Linked DNA regions of Bos taurus: region 1 is linked to region 2. The links are chromatin contacts, called in public Hi-C maps. All regions are on one chromosome and are shown on one strand. Each heading gives the region's core, a stretch centred on a gene start, on an enhancer-like site or on the middle of the called end of the contact. The rest is flanking DNA. Distances are from core to core; before and after follow the strand shown. Region 1 holds the start of BLM (BLM RecQ like helicase). Region 2 holds the start of FES (FES proto-oncogene, tyrosine kinase).

Evidence for each region. Hi-C and Micro-C count contacts between places; a contact is called where the count stands out from the background.
Region 1: a Hi-C map of skeletal muscle shows a contact between it and region 2, with 3 times the contacts expected there. The contact joins the promoter of BLM here to the promoter of FES in region 2.

Annotation. Positions count from the first base shown.
Region 1 is chr21:21,930,820-21,937,256 of ARS-UCD2.0, reverse strand. It overlaps BLM (BLM RecQ like helicase), which reads left to right and starts at 4,132. Exons shown (of 20, transcript XM_010816994.4): 1 at 4,132-4,234.
Region 2 is chr21:21,776,775-21,782,880 of ARS-UCD2.0, reverse strand. FES (FES proto-oncogene, tyrosine kinase) reads left to right here and starts at 3,225. Exons shown (of 19, transcript NM_001032300.1): 1 at 3,225-3,268; 2 at 3,843-4,064; 3 at 4,249-4,422; 4 at 6,031-6,106. The coding sequence starts at 3,852. FURIN (furin, paired basic amino acid cleaving enzyme) reads left to right here. Exons shown (of 15, transcript NM_174136.2): 15 at 40-953. The coding sequence ends at 641.

The DNA of each region.
Region 1 (6,437 bases), core at 2,883-5,382, 150 kb before region 2:
AAGAGATACCTGGAGTAACAGGCAAATTTGGCCTCGGAGTACAAAATGAAGCAGGTCAAAGGCTAACAGAGTTTTGCCAAGAGAATGCGCTGGTCATAGCAAACATCCTCATCCATCTTGCCTTTTGAGATGGCAGAGTAGAAGGACATGTGCTCATCTCCTGGGAGAACTCCAAAATTACAACTCGCTGCTGAACAACCATCGACAGGAGAATGTTGGATCACACCAAAAAAGATACCCCATGTCCAAGGGCAGAGGAGAAGCCCAAGTAAGACAGTAGGAGGGGCAAAATTGCATTTAGAATCAAACCCCATACCCACCAGAGATGATTGGAGGGCTCTAACAAACCTGGTGAGCACCAGGACACAGAGACCCCATAGAAACTGAGCCAGAACTGTGTTTGAGTGTCACTTGTGGAGGTATGGGTCAGCAGTGGACTGCTGCAGAGGCAGGGGCTCTGGGTGCTGTAGACCTGGGTATGGCATACGCCCTCTTAGAAGTTGCCGTTAACCCCACCATAGAGCTGCCAGAACTTACACAGGACTGGGGAAACAGACTCTTGGAGGGCACAAACAAAAGTTTGTGCACACCAGGACACAGGAGGAGGGAGCAGTGCCCCGACAAGAGACTGACCCAGGCTTGCCTGTGAGTGTTCAGGAGTCTCCAGCGGAGGTGTGGGTTGGTGGTGGCCTGCTGTGGGGTTGGGGGCACTGAGTGTGGTATTGCATGGACCTTTTGAAGAAGGTCAACATTATCTTCATTACCTCCACCATAGTTTGGCCTCAGGTCAAACAATAGGGAGGGAACACAGCTCCACCCATCAACAGAAAATTGGATTAAAGATTTACTGAGCATGGCCCCGCCCATCAGAGAAAGACCCAGTTTCCCCCTCAATCAGTCTCTCCCATCAGGAAGCTTCCATAAGCCTCTTATCCTTATCCATCAGAGGGCAGACAAACTGAATGAAAACCACAGTCACAGAAAACTAACCAATCTGATCACATGGACCACAGCCTTTTCTAACTCAATGAAATTATGAGCCATGCTGTGTAGGGCCACCCAAGACAGACGGGTCATGGTGGAGAGTTCTGGAAAAACGTGGTCCACTGGAGGAGGGAATGGCAAACCACTTCAGTATTCTTGCTTTGATAACTCCATGAACAGTATGAAAAGTTCAATTCATGTTGTGGCATATATCAGAATTTCATTCCTTCTTAAGATCGAATAATATTCCTTTGCATGTATAGACCACATTTGTTTATCCATTCATCTGCCAATGGACACTTGGCTTCTTTCCACATTTTGGCTATTATGAATAATGCTGCTATGAGCTTTGGTATACAAGTATCATTCTCTACATAAAAGCCAGAAAAAATTTTCTAAAATGTAAATTTACTCAGTCCCTTCCTTCATAAAAACCTTCTCTGGTAACGGTGAATTGAACCACAATGAGATACCACAGAATAACTACAGATAGCTAAAATGAAAAAGATTGACCATTCCCAGTGTTGGCAAGGATGCAGAAAGTAAGAAACTCATATGGTGTTGGTGGGAGTGTAAAAAGTTACACTTTGAAAACAAGTCTGTTTTCACCAAAGTTACTCCATGACTCAGAAATTCCATTCCTAGATACTTACCAAGAAAAATTAATGCATTTATTCACAAAAAGATTTATACAAAGGCATCCATAGCAGCTTTATAATAGGCAAAGGGAAAAAATTAAAATGTCCATCAGCAGATGAATGGATAAATAAACTGTACTGTGTTCATACAACTGCACACTGTTGTTAAAGAATAATTTTAAAAATCTAGTTTAATCAAGCTCTCACATAGATATAAAATGAATGTATCAAAGGTTTTTATTAATATTTAAGTCATTAATTATTGAGACCCAGGAAGATATTAATACAAAGTTCAAAGAAAAGTTCAAAGTACTGCAGGCAGGCACATAATAAATGAGGAATAATGAAATGTTTTACAAATAGATGCAAAACCTGGCAGAACTGATCGAACCCACAGTGCAGTAATAAAATACATTGCACTGAACACAATTTGCATTTCTATACACAATAATAGATCTTTAAAAACACTAAGTTATTTCCATGATGATGAAAGGTATGGAACACTCAAGTCAAATATCAAGTCAGGTATCCCAGAAGGGTGTGCTAGCAGCACCATGGTTTCACTGGATACTCAATTTTTAAACCATTTCAGAGCTCATGTTTTTAGACCATTTCAAAATTTTTCAGTTTTCCTCTACATTACACAGTAATAAAAGAGAATGAACTACTGGTACACAGACAGGTGAAGCTTGAAGATACTATGTTCAGGGAGAAAAAGGGTAGAAATTAACTCCGCAATGGAAGTTCCACAAGAGAATCTTATGGGGTGCTGGAAATGGTATATAACTTGAGTGGTGAAGATACATTTATTTATATATATGTATAAAGTGATATACATATATATAAAATCATTGATTTTACCTAAGAGTAGTACACAAACGTCTCCCTATCTCTCTTGCCCCCAAAACCAACAATTGTTATTTGTCTTCAGAGTGAAGTCCAAACTGAGGTGTGTCATCTGTTTCCTCTAATGTGTAATTTCTATTTTCCCCTTTTCTGATAGTTTCTTAAAGCTACCTTACATAGTTTTTCATCTCCTGGCCTCTGCCTACAGATCATACATGCTATTTATCACTCAGCTATCAGCACACCTTTTGAAATCCTCACCTAACCTGACAAATCTGCCCTCCTAGGTACCTCTGTAACATAGGTCAGCATTGTTAGCGCTTGTGTTGTTGTCATAAAGTGTACAAGTGTCTGCCTCCTCAAAAGATGTCTAAAAGAATGTATGCTCCTCAAGGACACTCTCCAGGGCCTGGCACAATGCCTCGCACTGGAAAAGAGCACAAAGTTGAAAGACAGTGAAGAAAAAAGCGAAGGAGAATTCAGGCAGTGTGTGGTTTAGGTGATTTCAGCTGAGGGTCAAACTTTATTGAATTCTGAGAGAGGATCCTACTTGTGGTACCCTTTTGAATTTAAAAGTTAACGCTTTATTCTTTTGGTAAATTATTCACTCTTTGTTCTTTATCCCTATCCTGCTTCCTGTTTGATCATTTTGCTATTAAAAGTCTGCTTAGCTGACTCTGCTTTTGCATTTTTTTCCTAGAGTAATTCAACAGTGATGTGTTCTGATTGTCCCATTAGGCTTTGTTTCTGAACATTTGAAAAACAGATTTAGATAGCTAAAGGGAAGCTGCTGTATCGCATAGTGAGCTCAACTCTGTTCTCTGTGATGACCTAGAGGGGTGCAGTGGGGGTGGTGATGAAGGAGGGAGATTCAAGAGAGAGGGGATATATGTATACATCCAGCTGATTCACTTCTGTTGTACAGCAGAAACACAACATTGTAAAGCAATTATACTCTAATTTTAGAAAATGGAAAAAAACCTAGCAGATTTCAATCACAAAATAGGACTGAAACAGATTTTTCAGTTTTTTTTTTAAAGGACAAATAAATTCATTTCTTTAGGGAGTAAAGAAAATCTGGCATCAGAAGGCCCACAGTTTCCTGATGAAAAAAATCACTTGGAACCTCAGCATGGGTTTTCACTCAGCTACTGCACATATCCCTGCATGCATCTGAGTTTGACACCCTTTTCTCCATCAATAACAATTTCCAGTTGCTCACTTAGAACATACTGTGTGGGGTAGAGGCCAGCGTTACCAAGCAGGTGGAGAGGACAGGAGTTCAAGACTCAGAGACAGAACCAAAAAGACCGGGGCGCAGAGCCTTGGCGGGGCCTATGGGAACTCAAAAATCTCAGGCTCCCCTTAAACGCGGGGGTTTTCAATTCAGCCACAGTCGTGTTCCAGGAGCCTTTCTCACTGACAGCCTTTTGCAACACACTTTCTAACTCACTAAAAACAAAGGACTCTGCCAAGGCCGGAAGCCCGGGGGATTAACTGTAGTCACCTGACCTCGAATTCCGGGCTTTGATTGGGCTTTGCGAATACGTGCCCCTCTCGGCCCTGTACGCGTATCCTGCCCCAGCAGCCCATGGGGCGGGGGACAGGTGCCACCGAGGGACAGTATTGGTCGGCTTCTTCGGGACGCAGCCAATCGGAATCTGTCGGCTTCCGGCGCGAAATGAGCTGGCGCGCGGCCCCGGGGCTGTGGCAGCGACGCGGGTAGTTTAGATCCTGGTTCCACCCGCTTCCAGACTGTAGGAGAGGTGAGTTCCCGCACACGCCGACTTACGGGTTGTCCGCCTGGCCCAGCTCCGTTCCTGGCCATCCGGCCCAGGGATGGAGAGGGAGGCCTCTCCGGTTCCTTCCGTTGTCTCCCTCGGTTCGGCTAGGCCAGAGTCCGGAGTCCTCCAGTCCCGCGAGCGGCATGAGAGAAGATCCTCAGATGCGGAAACAGAGGCCCGGGGGCGGGGGCTAACTTTACCAGGCTGTCCCAGGGCGTCGGGGGCAGAGCCGGCCTGGCACCCACTATGTTCTTGTTCGTGTGCTCCAGTGCCTGCCCTGATGCCTGGCACAGAACGGTCAACTGTCTAGATTCCTGGCACTACCCCGTTTCTCTACCGAGGGAAAACCAAAACACTGTACGTTTCTAAATGGCCTTCCACAATCATGAGCCAGGCAGTGGTGTTTTGAGTGCTGTGTACCACGTGCCCGGCACCCCTTTATCTTAACTGTAGCTTACCTCCAGCAAAGGGAAATGGTTAAGGGCACAGACTGTATCAGATTTCCTGAGTTCAGATGCCAGCCTCTGCACATACTAGGTCTGTGGCTCTCCAACTCATAAAGTACCTCAGTTTCCTTCTTACATGAAGGAGATGACCTATTTTACGTCTTGGAGTTTTTGTTAGTATTGAACCGACTTAATGCTGTATATGCCAGTAAATGCTTCATAGAGTACTTACTACTTAGTAAGGATTCTTTTATCACCACCCAGAGAACTAGGTAGGATTGTTCTCACTTTAGCCATTGAGACTAGAGCACAAACACGTGTCTTTGTGAAAGGGCATTTGTAAATGCTAGAGATAGGATTTTAATTAAGAACTGCCAGACCCCAAAACACCTTGTACAACCGGGGGATTCTTCATGTACCCCTTACTTGCCCTTAGGTTACTTGCAACTTTGGATGTCTAGTGGCCTGAAATGGTACCTGACAGCTTGGGCTTCCCTCGTGGTAAAGAATCTTCCTGCCAATGCAGGAGATGTGGATTTGATCCCAAGATTGGGAAGATCCCCTGGAGAAGGAAATGGCAACCCACTCCAGTATTCTTGCTTGGGAAATCCCACGGATGGAGGGGCTTAGCTTGGCGGGCTACAGTCTATGGGTTTGCAAAAGTCAGCCACAAGTTATGGAGAAAAACAACAGCCAGCTCCTGGTGCCACCAACATGGATAAATAGCACTCCTGTGCCCCTGTCAAGAGTAAGGAGCAATTTATGTAACTGATTCACTTTATTGTACAGCAGAAACTAACTCAACATTGTAAAGCAATTAGACTTCAATTAAAAAAAAAAGGTTAAGGGACATAGTGAGAAAGCCAAAATTGGAGAAGGGAGAGGCAGAGTATTCTGTGTGAAATAATAAGTAGAATTAAATTGAAACAACATTTAGTTAGCCAGGCTGCTAACTGTCAAAAAGTAACTCATAGTCTAGTAGGAGCAAAGGAAATTTCTGGATCTTGAATCATTTTCAGCATCAGTCCCCATGATAACCACTTTATGCATAATATTTCTCATCCTCCCAGCAACCGGAAGCTATTGCCTTCATTTTACTGATGAGGAAACCCAGGATTTAAAAATTGGAAAAAGACTGTAGTGTTAGATGTGCAGTAAAAGAATAATGTGCAGGGAAATTATACACATCCACTTTAGGATAGTCACAGTCTCTGGAGAGGAAGATAGGGGAAGTGAATAGGATTTTAAATATATCTGAAACGTTTTATGCCTTTAAAAGAGAAATAGGGTAGAGTTTGGACTTTCTTGGTGGCTCTGTGGTAAAGAATTCGCCTGCTAATACAGGAAATGCAGGTTTGATCCCTGATTCTGGAATATTCCCCTGGAGATACCTACCCCAGTATTGCCTGGGAAATCTCATGGACAGAGGAGCTTGGCGGGCTACAGTCCATGGCTTCTAAACAACAACAGGACAGAACTTAGAAATTCTTAAATTTGGTTGGTGGGTACATGGGAATTGTTCTATTTTCTGTACTTTTCTGTATGTTTGAAATATTTTAAAAAAGTTTTTAAAGGAAATATATAGTACAAAATTAAATATAAACACTATATTAAATATAGTAGTACTAGTTGGAGAAGGAAATGGCAACCCATTCCAATACTCTTGCCTGGAAAATCCCACGGATGGAGGAGCCTAGTAGGCTGCAGTCCATGGGGTCGCAAAGAGTTGGACACGACTG
Region 2 (6,106 bases), core at 1,976-4,475:
TGGCTGACGCCCACCTTCCCTCCCTCCCCGGCCCGGCAGTGTGCGAGGAAGGCTTCTCCTTGCACCAGAAGAACTGCGTCCAGCACTGTCCCCCAGGCTTCGCTCCCCAAGTCCTGGACACACACTACAGCACAGAGAACGACGTGGAGATCATCCGGGCCAGCGTCTGCACGCCCTGCCACGCCTCGTGCGCCACGTGCCAGGGCCCCGCCCCCACAGACTGCCTCAGCTGCCCCAGCCACGCCTCCCTGGACCCGGTGGAGCAGACGTGCTCGCGCCAGAGCCAGAGCAGCCGCGAGTCGCACCAGCAGCAGCCGCCGCCGCCCCCTCGGCCACCGCCCGCGGAGGTAGCGACGGAGCCGCGGCTGCGGGCGGACCTGCTGCCCTCGCACCTGCCCGAGGTGGTGGCCGGCCTCAGCTGCGCCTTCATCGTGCTGGTCTTCGTTACCGTCTTCCTGGTCCTGCAGCTGCGCTCGGGCTTCAGCTTCCGAGGGGTGAAAGTGTACACCATGGACCGCGGCCTCATCTCCTACAAGGGACTACCCCCTGAAGCCTGGCAGGAGGAGTGCCCGTCCGACTCAGAGGAGGACGAGGGCCGGGGCGAGAGGACCGCCTTTATCAAAGACCAGAGCGCCCTTTGACGAGCGCCTACTGCCCGCCCCTTCGAGCCCATCCCCTCCTTGGGCACTTTTTAATTCACCAAAGTATTTTTTTATCTTGGGACTGGGTTTGGAGCCCAGCCGGGAGGCAAGAGGGGCAGAAACGGCTTCCCACCCTACCCTTGGGCCCCCTGGCGGCCTGAGGTGGGCCAGCTGGGGGTGGGGGGATGGGGGGAGAGCCTGTCCCCACCCGCAGCAGCCCTCCATGTGGAGAAAGGAATGAAACCTTTGGGCAGCTTTCCAAGGTCCAGGCCCCAGCCAGAGCACCCGGTGAAGAGGGGCGGCCCTCCCGGGATTCCTGACCGGAGCTGCGGCTCCTGCCTCTCCCCGTCCCTCTAAAGCAATAATGGGCCCCATCCAGGCAGCAGGAGACTGGCCTAGGGGGTATCGGAAGGAGGCGGCCACCTCTCTAAGGGCTTCTGCGTCCAGACCCTGTTTTGCATATCTGGTGAGCCTCAGGCAAAAGCAGTGAGCGAAGGAAGGGACCAAGGCAGGGCAGGCACTTCCGGGGCATGCACATGTGTGCCCATGTGCATTCGGCCCTTGGCCCACCTCCACTACAGCGGGCGGGCTGCCTGCCTAGCAAGGCTGGCCCGGCCCCAGGCTGGTGTGCTGACCACCCTCCCCTCTCTACACTCTGCCCTCCCCCCAGGGCCCGAGTCCCTGTTTTCTGAGCCCGGGGCTTTCTGGGCTGTTGGCACTCACAGCCCTGGAGCCCCTGGGTGGGTGGTGGGGAGGGACGGTGGCCCAGCCGGCCTCTCCCGCCTCCCACCCGATGCTGCTTTCCCCTGTGGGGATCTCAGGGGCTGTTTGAGGATATATTTTCACTTTGTGATTATTTCACTTTAGATGCTGTTTTGTTTTGGTTTTTTTTTTGTATTTTTAACGGTGGTAGCAGCAGCTGGACCATCCACCCTCCCACACCCACTGTCCACCCTGCTGTTGCCCTCGGCTGCCCTGGGCCTGAGGTGTGGGGGGTGGGCTGCAGCTGAGCCCAGGATACTGACAAGGCATGCCAGGCCAAGTGGGCCCTAGGGAAGGAGGATCACGGTAGAAGGGGCAGGCTGTCGTCCATTTGAGATGGGGCTCGTCGTGCCAAGGGCTCATGGGTCACTAGTTCTCCAAGTGCCAGGGGTGGGCAGGCAGTGGCACCGAGCCCCCTCCAACACTGTGCCCTGGTGGAGAAAGCACTGACCTGTCCTGCCCCCCATGTCTCCCTCTTCTGACGTGCCTTTTGCACCCCTCCCATTAGGACAATCAGTCCCCTCCCATTTGGGAGCTCCCTTTCCTTTCTCTCCCCCAGCCCCTCCTGGCACCCAGCCACCTGCCCAGAGGTGCCCCCTCCTCTTCCCACACCTACCCCACCCTCCCGTGGCCAGCCCAGCTGGTTTTGTAAGATACTGGGTTGGTGCACAGTGATTTTTTTTTTCTTGTAATTTAAACAGGCCCAGCATTGTTGGTTCTATTTAATGGACACGAGATAATGTTAGAGGTTTTAAAGTGATTAAACGTGCAGACTATGCAAACCAGACCTGGTCTCCAGTGTGTGATATTCTTCCTAGGACTGCAGGGCTGCATCCAGGATGGGGCGGGGGTGAGGGATGGGGAGAGTTATGTGCCCACATGATGTCCTGCCTGCTCTAGCTGCCCAAAGGCAATCTCCCGAGGGGTTTAGGAGGTGTGGAAGGGACAGTAGCTGGCAACAAGCCCCAGGGGTGGGACAGATGAAGCCCCAGAGTGGAAGCAGCTGAGCACTTACTTCCTCCGCCATAGGCCTTGGCTGCAGCTGGGTGGAGAGCGATGGCCCGGGGTCCAGTTGCTCAGGGTGTCCCTTGGCTGAAGCACCTAGGCCAGCAGCTGTAGGGCTGAGGCCTCTGGTGGGGCCTAACTGAATCAAGATAGGCTTTGCTGGGGAGAACCTGAGTCCCACACTGAAAGTGCCATACCCCCCACCCCACCCCTGACACACACACTCTGGCCCAGGCCCCTCTCCTGCCCCAGGTCTCCCATGGGACAGGAAACCCCTGCCTGTGGTGGGGAGAGGAGCCAGGCCAGTTCCACGAGGATCCATGCCTGAGAAGTAGGCCTCTCCTCGGGATATTTACTAGGAAATTTTATTCAAATAGAGGCTGGCGCCTGAGCCCTCCTTGGGGAATCCAGTGGGGTGGGAAAGGCCTGGACTAGCCTTCCCCCTGCCTCTTTGGGGCGTCCCTGGCCTGCTGCTCAAATTGCCCGCCTGCCCTTCCTTAGGTTCTGGGCCCCCGGGCCCTCCCGGCCACTGCAAAGGCCACAGCCCTGCCCTGTGCTAGCGCTCCCCAAGCACCCTCTGCTGTTCCCCGGGGCGCTGTCTGGGCCCTGGGGAGTGCCCGGCGCAAACTGCTCTCTTCTGGGCCATTCTTTCCCAGCCCCCTCCTCCCTTCCGTTTCCGCGGGGCCCGTGTGGCCGGCAGCTGAGACAGCGGCCGGCGCTGGGCAGGGGGGGCGGGCAGGCGTCGGGGCTCCCGCCCGCCCCTTCCCCTTGGCCGGCCCGCCCCGGGGCCTGGGCCAACTGAAACCACAGGAGGAGGAAGCGCGGAATCAGGAACTGGCCGGGCGGTGTGGGGCCTGAGTGTAAGTCGGTCCTCGGCGGCCCAGGAGCAGCTGCCCGCACCGGTAATGCCTGTACCTACCTGTACCGAGGCCCGGGAGGTGGCGGCCAACCCGCGAGGTGGTTGGGCAGGGGCCTGGCGGGCGATCAGAGAGAGGGACATGGGACAGGGTGGAACAGGGGCCACGGGAGGGTAGGGGCTGGGGGTGGGGGTGGGGGGTGGCCGCCTGGGGTGCCTGCCGGGGCAGCCTTGGCCCTATCGAGGGCCCAGTGCACATCTTGCACCTGCAGCAGGAGCTGGGTGGAAAGATCCAGGGAGGGAGACTGGGGGAGGTTTCTGTTCCAGGCCTGGGGAGGAGACCTCCGGCATCAGGCCTCCACCTGGGACTGCAGTGGGGAGGGGCAGGACGGGAAGCACCGACAGCTTTCCCAGGCCAGGCGGTGTTTCGTACCCATCGCAGCGTTCCAGGGGGACAAGTGTCTACCTTCTGCCTGTCTGTGGCTCTTCAGCCCCTCGCCTCTCTGTCCCGCCGCCCCCGCCCCGTCCATCTCCAGCTACTCACCCCCAGTGGTGGCCTCTCCTCTCTCCGTCCCCAGGACGACACTATGGGCTTCTCTTCAGAGCTGTGCAACCCCCAGGGCCACGGGGCCGTGCAGCAGATGCAGGAGGCCGAGCTCCGGCTGCTGGAGGGCATGAGGAAATGGATGGCCCAGCGGGTCAAGAGTGACAGGGAATATGCCGGGCTGCTTCACCACATGTCGCTGCAGGATAGCGGGGGCCAGAGCCGGGGCATCGGCCCGCACAGCCTCATCAGTCAGGTGGGATTCTAGACTCCCCCCCTTTTCCTGCCCTCCACCAGCAAATTCCCATGGGTGCCTGGGTAGGTCCGCCTGCCCCTTCCATTTCCCGGAGTCCCCCGCTGGGGAGGGTTGGAGATTTGGCAGGCCCACCTCGGAAGCTAGGTTCCCCACTCCCTGCCTTGCCTGCCCCTCCCCACTGCAGTCCTGGACAGAGCTCACCAGCCAGACGGAGGGCCTGAGCCGGGTGCTGAGGCAGCACGCGGAGGACCTGAACTCAGGGCCCCTGAGCAAGCTGAGCCTGCTGATCCGGGAGCGCCAGCAACTGCGCAAAACCTACAACGAGCAGTGGCAGCAGCTGCAGCAGGAGTTCACCAAGGTGGGTGGGCTTCTGTCTTCCCTGCCTACATTTTGAGCCTAGAGGGCTGGTTTTGCAAGGAACCCCTGGATTTCCTGAAGAAGTGGAAGTGTCTGACCACAGGCCTGCCCCCAGAGCAAGGTCCAGCTTCCTTCCCTCCTTCCCGCTGCAGCTAGGACTGGCCTTTGGCGGGGGGCCCCTCTGTTCTTTTTTCTGTCCCCCTACTGTGTGCCAGGGCAGAGGAGCACTGGGAAGCACAAGGATGAGTGATCCAGCCATCGCCTGGGAGGAGCTCAGGACCAAGGCGGGGTGCTCATCTCCTGCACTGCACCAGCTGGCCCTTGAGGGAGACAGAGAGGGATGGCACTTGGCCCAAGGCTCACTCCTCCCAGGGACTCAGGGACTCCACGAGGCAGCAGCGTGGTCCCCTGACTCGGAGGTTAAGGACTGGGGCTGTGAAGTGGGCCTGCCCGCATTTGAATCCTGCCCAGCTCCTCGGTCTAGAGGCTGTTTGATAGGAGCTATTTACGTGGAGGCTTTAGCCTTTTTCAATGTGCTGGGCAGCCGTCTGCACCACACCCCTTTTCCCAGCGCAAACCCCAGCTTTGCAGTGGCCCCACAGCGGCCCCTGGTGGCCAGTCTTCACCCAGTCATCCCTCTCTCCAGGAGATCACCTAATTCAGGTGTCAGCCTGCTTTTTGTAAGCAGTGTAAGCAGAACACAGACTTGCCCATATGTTTGTCATACTATGGCTACTAAAGAGCTAGGGCTTCCCTGGTGGTTCAGTGGTAGAGAATCCGCCTGCATTTGCGGATGGGATCTCTGGGTCAGGAAGATCCCCTGGAGAAGGGAATGGCCACCCCCTCCTGTATTCTTGCCTGGAGAATCCCATGGACAGAAGGAGCCTGGCAGGTTACAGTCCATGGGGGTCACAAAAGAGTCGGACGTGACTTAGCGACTAAACAATAGCACTGAAGAGCTAAAATGCCAGAGCCGAGCAATTTTAACAGAGACTGCACAGCCTATAAGCCTAAAATGTTTCCGCTCTGGCCCTGAAGGAAAAGGTTGATCTAGTCTGTGCACTTCGCTCTGTGGCAGATGAGGAAGCTGAGGTTCAGAGGAGAGGGGTGGGGTTTGTTCTGAGTATCCCAGCGCATCAGCAGGGAACTAGGGTCTTCATCCAATCTTGACCATCTGTTGTTCCTGCCACCAGGAACATAATTGGGGACCCAGTACAAAAGGAAAATACAGGGCTCCTTGTCAACAAATAATTAAGAATTTCAAGATGGCATCAACGGCGTTCAGCCAAGCACAGGTCCTTCTAAGCGTGGAGCTCTGCACAGCCCACACACACGCCTGCCACCTGATACCACTCTAGGCCAAGGAGGGACAGTTGTCGCCTGCCCAGTCCAGCTCTCTGCCACCCCCAGAGCCTCCCTGTCCTTAGCCTAGCTCCTCTGACCTTAACCTCAACAGCAACGGCTAAGTCTCAGGGGTCTCCAGGTCCTTCCTGAAGTATGGGCTTGGAGCACTTGCCCACCTGGACCACAGGCCCCATCCAGGGCTGCACCTTAGGCAGGAATCCTCCAGGGACCTGCTGAATTACACCGATCCCTCCTCTCTCTCCAGAGTCACAGCCAGGACATTGAGAAGCTGAAAAGCCAGTACCGAGCCCTGGCACGGGACAGCGCCCAGGCCCGGCGCA